Linked DNA regions of Mus musculus: region 2 is linked to region 1. The links are chromatin contacts, called in public promoter capture Hi-C maps. All regions are on one chromosome and are shown on one strand. The core of a region is the stretch at or near the end of the contact, and the rest is flanking DNA. Distances in the headings are between cores, read along the strand shown.

Region 1 (3,357 bases), core at 264-2,763:
ATCAGGCTGCTTTTTTTTTTTTTTTTTTTTTTTTTTGGTGATGGTGGTGGTGGTGCGATGCTAGGGATTGAATAGAGGCTCCTGGGGCTTGTGCATGCTAAGTACAGGTTCTACCACAAGATCCTTGTTCAGCCTCCCCAATCATGTTCTTAATGTATGAGAATCCTGATGGCATAGACGTGACTCCAAAAGCAACACATAAGCTCCTGGGTCTGGATTCTCCAGTTTCTGGGAGTGTTTCTGATTTAGGAAGCTGACAGCCTCCTAGTCTCTCAAATGGCTCTGCTAATGTCCTTACTGGGTCTCAGTCTACAGGGCCCTTCCCTGAGGAGACTGCTGGTGATGGCTGCTGGGCAGTGGCTTCTCTGTAGGCCATACTTCCTGAGCTAATTGTTCCTGCAGGGCTTCGGTGATGTCCTCTATGCCTTCCATGAGCAAATGGTATTATCTATTGGTCTTCTGCCCAGGTGGCTTCCAGACACCGCCAATTGAATTACACTGGTCCATTGTCCTTTGTGCCAGTGGCTCCCTCAGCTATTCCCTGGGTGGGCTGAGGTCCTTCCTAGTGCCCCTGCAGAGAAGGTGAGGGTGGAGCTCTTGGGATGGACAGGATGGAAGAGGATGAATTCTGCAGCAGGCTGGAGGTACTCTGTGGAGTCACGGGGGGGGGGGGGGAACGGGGGGGGGGGACAGCCTGGGAGCCCTTGTCCTACGTCCCCAATGTCCTCCCCTGCAGCCTTATCTCCTTGCAGCCCAGCCTTGCCCCAGGCACTTCCTAGATTATAGCCTGATTACAGCTCCTTACTGCCCATATGATGAAGGCCAGGCACAAGCCTAGCAGTCTCTGCCCAGTCCTCCTATGCAGACCAGAAGTAGCTTTAGGCTCAGGTCCTGGCACTGTGGGGGGTCCCTTCCTGTGTTGCCTTCATCTGGGAATGAGTCAGCAGGTAAAGAGGGACCAGCAAGACACATGCCCCTTCTACCTGACAGATAAAAGTCTTGCACGCACAGTCCCCTTCATTTCCCTTGCTCTGGGTCCTTAAAGGCCACAGGCTTAAAACAACAGCACCAGGGAAGTGGATCCTGGATTCCTGGGTAACTGCTTGGACCCGGTCTGGACTGCGGGGGGAGGGGGGGGGGCGGGAGAAACGCACTCACCTGTTCTTGGTTGCAGAGGTTTGGGGAGTCTGTTACAGTAATTAGGGTACCCCAACATACAGAAATCTTAGGTACCCAGAAGTGACTAGGGTAATAACGCTTCAGTTTCCTCCTCACAGTGAGATGAGGTGGTAGCCCTTGCAGAATTACAGAAAAGAAGAAACAAGGAGGGTCCCCCAGGAACCTGGCACCTAGCCAGCTGTACTGCAGCAATTTCCTCCGTGTTGAACACCACCAGGGCCTCCTGCTCACCTGGACAAGGCCTTGGGAGGCGAGGCCTATTCCCATTTCCTCATGGAGGGTCCTGAGACCCCAGTTGCCAGTGGATGAGGTAAAAGTAACAGTTGGATGGGGCTTCTTGTGTTGTAGCTGTGACTCACCCACAGTCCTTGTGAGCAACGCAAGTAAACCCATCAGTTCACCAAGCTGGACTCAGGCAGAATTCTTTCTTTGAGCCACTGGTGCCCTTTCTATCCATTTGGTGGGGCAAATGGATGCTTTCCTACGTCTGTCACAGCCCTCTGCACTGGAAATGGTTTGATATCTGCTCTAGGCTTCTGTGACATCCATCCTTCTGCTTTCCCTTCCCCCTCCCTCTCCCCTTTCTATCCCCACTCCCACCCTCTCTTCCTATTCTCCTCTTCTGTTTGGGTCTTGCTTTGTATCCTCAGACTTGCCATCTCCCTGCCCATGCCACCACACCTGGCATCTGCCTGGAGTTTTGTTTTGATTGGTTTTTTTTCCTCTGCCCTTTCCATTCCAGGCCCCTTTTAGATCCATCTGAAGCTGAGGCCTTTGCTGAAGCTCCAGCCCTTGGAATCCCGTTTCTAGGGTCTGAGGCCAGAGCCAACATTCTGCATGGACTTCCGTTGGTGTGTCCTTCTTAGTACTCTGTCCTTCTGTCTCTGCTATGCCTGATACTACAACCAGTCTGCATAGAGCTTTATCCAAAACAAGATCTACAAACGGTATTTTCATCTGTAGATGAGACTTGTCTTATTTGGTCTGGGCTGGGCCAAGCAGCATGGGATGGACCAAGGTTTTGAAGGTGAGAAAGATCCTTGCCCCACTTCAGGAGACTCACTCCTTTATCCCTTCTGTGACACTTCTCTGCCATCCTGGTCTGTCTGTCTCTTCACACCCCTCCACCCCAGCCCAAAGACTGTAGCTACTGAGGCAATTGCCACCAAGTAAAACTCAAATGAAGTCTGGAGCCTGGGTCACTCTCAGCTGTTGTCTGAGGTCTTCCCTGGTCATAGTTCCCTACTCTAGAATCCACCAGCAGCTGGCCAGATGTAGCTGAGGACAGCTGGGTGTAAGGACAGGAAGTTGCTAGACAGCCTGGGGTTCTCACGCCAGAGCCCAGATGTAAACCAGCCCTCCTACTTTCTCCATCCTCCTTCTCTCTGCCATGGCCTCCTCTAGAGAGTCTTCCCTGTGCGTAAGTTAGAAGAGTGGGCTTTCCTCCTTTTGGCCTCTGCCAAGGATGGAATGCAGATGAAGAACCAGAAAGCTCAGAGAGATACATCCCTACCTATGCTCAGGATGCCTAGGTGGACTGGTGGGGAAGCTACGGTGGTGATAGGACGCCTGAGGTTCCCGTGCAGCTGACTTTGGGGTTTGCTGAAGCACAGGAGGAGAGAGTTGAGCCAAGTTGGGCCAGGCCTGGCACAGCCAGAGGGAAGGATACTGCTGGCCCTTTGAGGCTACTGTTCTACCTCCGAGAAAAGTCTGGAAGAATCCGGCTAGAGCATAACATGAACCCTCCTCAACTTCTGCAGCCTTTACCAATTTTCTGCCTCACAGGAGGGCTGGAGAGCAGGAGAGAATGGGCTCTGTGTCTAGGTCATGGTTCACAGAGAAAGCTTCAGTTTCTCCGGGATCCAGATCAGCCCCTCTTAAGCTGGCTGAGGATCCTCTGCAGTGTGGACACGCAGGGATACACAACCCCAGCTCACCAAGGTTCCTGGAAGCTACCCCAAGTAAGCTCTACCCACTAGGGACCCCACATTAGAGACAGCCTGGGTTTAGCCCAGTGGCTCTCAGTCTCAATTCTTCCTGCCCCTTGGGACAGTGACAACCTGCAGGTAACCTGTGCCCACAGATCACACACTGAGGGGGGGGCTCTCCAACCTATATGTACATCCAGACACTGTTATACTATTATGATGGTGAACACAAATGGCTCTCTGAATGATA
Region 2 (3,357 bases), core at 601-3,100, 38 kb after region 1:
CCCTCTCAGAATGAGATCCCTCCAAGAAGGTGAGAGGTGCTCACAACCAACCACAAAAGCTCACCTTTCTATCCAGATGGTGATCTTGGGAGACATCTAGATTTGCACTTGGAGGTGGGGGGGGGGCAACTTACTGCTTCTAAATAATGGGGTTTCCTTTTCCTTGCTTGCTTTTTTCAGTTTCTGAGTCTTCTTGTTGTGGCCTGTGCACTATGATACAAAACAACAGTTAACATGGGAGCCAGATACAACATGTGAAGCTGGTGATGCTGTTCCTGAGGAGGAAGAGACAGAAAGGTCAGGTGTTCAAGGCCACCCTCTGTTTCATGGCAAATTTGAGACCAGCCTCAAAACACACACACACACACACACACACACACAAGCCACGAAAGAGACCCTTGGGCCTTGAGGGACACAAAATGGCACAAAGCAGGGAACACAGTGGCTATACCCTCAAGGGGAATGTCGGTGGAGGAGAGGTAGAGGTTAGGAATAAGAGCCAGCTCTTGGGACCCATGGCCTCACAGGTTCTGAAACTGGAGGTCAGTGGGCTGTCACGTGGGCTGGGGGTACAGGGAATACCTCCCCCCAATTTATTTTATATTGCACTAACCTTTTAAAGTTGTTATTTTTAAAACATTTGTTTGTGTGTGGGTATGTGCACATGAGTGTAGTTACCTGAGGAGACCAGGAGAGGGTGCTAGATCCCTGAAGTTGGAGTTACAGGCAGCTGTGAGCCACCTGATGTAGTTGTTGGACCCTGAACTCAGGTCCTCTGGAAGAGCAATATGAACTCCTATCTGCTGAGTCACTTTCCCGGTCCTGTGGAGACCTTTCAGGGCTGGTCTCTTGGTGGCTTGCTGCAACAGTGAAATGATGAAGGAACCCATATGTCCTTTGTTCCTAGAGTGCTCAGAGCCGATTACCTAAATGACCCCACTCTCATCTTTATACACTTTGCCTGTTGATGTAACCAAACAGCTGACCAAAAGCCACTCTAGGAAAGAAGGGCTTGTTGTGGTTCACAGTTTGAGGGCACTGGACATCTTGGCTGGGAAAGCATGGCAGAGGACCATGAGGCTGCTGACCACATCATAGCTTGGCAGGAAGCAGAAAACAGATAAGTGCTGGTGCTCAGCTCAGGTTCTCCTTTAAAAAAACACACGTCTTTATTTTGTGTATACAAGTGAGGAGGTCAAAGGATAGCTTGGGGTAATTGGTTCTCACCTTCTGCTATGGGTCTTTAGTTCCCGGGACTCGTGAGGGACCACTGCGCTCTTGTTAACTCCAATTCCAGATCCAAGCCCTCTTCTGACCACACATGTGCATACCCCCACAAAGCCACACATGCACATATATAGATCACACACACACACACACACACACACACACACACGTAATTTATTTTGAGACAGAGTCTCACTATGTAGTTCTGGGTGACCTGGAACTTGCTATGTAGATCAGGCTAGACTCGAACTCACAAAGATCCATCCGCCTTTGCCTCTCGTGTGCTGGGATGAGAGGTGTACACTATCCTCCCCACATCCTTTTTAAGACTCCCCTCCTTGGGTCCTTTGCATTCCACACTTCCAGATTAGGACAAGCAGGTTCCTAAGCCAGAATGTCCTCTCCCCAACAAACTCTCAACACTTGCAGCGAGTTGTGGGTGATGGGCGTGGAGGGAGCAGTGATCATGTGGTACAGGCAGCAAGTCCAGCAGAGCATATAGGGTGTCAAGGGATGGGGCTTCGAGCCTAGAGCGCGTTCTGATTGGCTGGCCCCTCAGCTGCTGAGGCGCATGCGCAGAGCCCAGTTTCCGGCTTCGTCGGCTCAGTCACACGGCTGTTTGGCGGGAGTTGGCGGCTGGTGTGAGGTGAGCTTCCTGAGACTCGTGTGCCGGATTGGACCAGGCTGGGTTGGGCTGGGCTGGGCTTGGCTTTGGGTCAGGCAGGGACTGATGTGGAACTCGGGCTGGTGGGCGTGTCTCACAGACAAACAGTCAGAGGCAAGCTGGTGGCCCTGGAGAGCCCCACTTTGCCCTTTGCTTGGCTTGTGGCACCTGAGACTCAGAGAGCAGGCAAGGATGGACTTCCGGTGCCGCCTCGGAGACAGGCCCTGCCCTCCATCTTGGTTTTGGCGAGAACCTTCCTTGCAGGCGTAGGGGTATTTGCTGCAGCTGAGAACTTTTTAAAGTTAAGTTCTGTGATGGTTAGTAGGGCAGGAACATTGGGGATGTGTGTGTTGCATTTTAGCCTTTGGTGAAGAGCTACATAAGAGCCAGGCACCAAGTGCCACCTGTGTAGTGCGGGTGGGAGGACTCAGAGTGGAAGGGACGTGGCTTCTGGGCGCCCCCGAGCCGAGGCCCTGTTGGGTATCTGCTCAGATACCACATCTCAAAGTTATTTTTACAGCAGCAGCTGGAAACCCCCGCTCTTTATATAACAAGCTCTCTGCTTTTAAACGTTGGCCTTAATTCCTAATGTTTAAGCACGTCATATAGTCAGCGAGAAGATGCCTGTGAACTGTACTGGCCCTCGGGGAAGAGTGTGCATCTACACAGACTGCCAGTGGCCCTCACTTAGGGATCTTGCTTGCCAGATGTGTCTGTAATAGTGGTGTTTGAGAAACAGAGGGAGGAGGATGGAGAATTCAAAGCTGGTCGGGGCAAAATAGCAAGACAGTGTCTTAAAAAGCGTGAGTGAGCTGTCCCCAACTGACCTGGATTTCATGAGCTAGGTAGTTGGCTTAATTGGCTCATGAGAATGCTCCATGCCTTGTCTTTTAATCTGTTATTTTAGGGCCAGCATTGGTCGGTGGGGTTAGATTTTGAGGTTAGGAGTCTCAAGCTGAGGAGTGTCAAACGTCTTCCTTGCAAAGGAGGCAGGCCTCCTTACATTGCAGCCTTGACCTTGGGCTTCTCTGTGCTTAGGGTCTGAATGGGGCTGTGAGAACATTTTTTAAAGTAGGGGATGCATCTGAAATGAGATCTCCAGGGCCTGTGTATACATCAATCAGGATCCGGTTACTGCTTGGCTTCATGGTGCTAAATAGCACCAAGGGGCAGAGGAGGAGCACCAGAGGAACCCTGGAAACTAAGCCACAGGCATCTGGCTCTCCTGGGCCCTTTCCATACCACTTAATTGCTGGGTCTACACATGAATTATTTGCAATTCTTACCCTCAGGACGACTTTCAGATGATGTGAGGGAAGTGAGATGGGAACCCCGAGGGCTCCACAAGGCTGCTTTTCTGGCTGCCTTGGGCCCTGGAACTCATGGAGAAAGAAGAATCTAGATGTATCATGAACTAACAATTTGTGGTCTCAAAACTCAAAAAGGCACTCTCAGGCTAGCGTGCA

The links. Promoter capture Hi-C pulls out the DNA fragments that hold promoters and counts their contacts.
Region 2: a promoter capture Hi-C map of trophoblast stem cells shows a contact between it and region 1, with 2.4 times the contacts expected there. The contact joins the promoter of Gpat2 here to the enhancer-like site in region 1. A contact is called at or near these places in 13 of 39 promoter capture datasets (the C10 cell line, the HPC-7 cell line, HPC-7-derived erythroid cells and 8 more), 1 of 15 datasets of contacts at CTCF or cohesin (the NIH/3T3 cell line), 29 of 484 Hi-C or Micro-C datasets (B cells, the C10 cell line, the G1E-ER4 cell line and 18 more), 3 of 115 datasets of contacts at active chromatin or transcription factors (cardiomyocytes, embryonic stem cells and fetal liver) and 3 of 9 other capture datasets (adipose tissue, liver and pancreatic islet).

The regions. Positions count from the first base shown.
Region 1 is chr2:127,385,253-127,388,609 of GRCm38.p6, forward strand. The region is part of intron 1 of Gm39923 (a long non-coding RNA gene); the gene reads left to right. Among named protein-coding and RNA genes, the nearest start is that of Gm39923, 12 kb to the left of the region's middle. Within about 2 kb of position 1,514, at least 9 of the 459 cell types and tissues checked have an H3K27ac peak or open chromatin away from gene starts, as enhancers often do. A contact at or near this core is called in the N1E-115 cell line and trophoblast stem cells, where this site is marked.
Region 2 is chr2:127,423,349-127,426,705 of GRCm38.p6, forward strand. It overlaps Gpat2 (glycerol-3-phosphate acyltransferase 2, mitochondrial), which reads left to right and starts at 1,851. Exons shown (of 22, transcript NM_001081089.2): 1 at 1,851-1,873.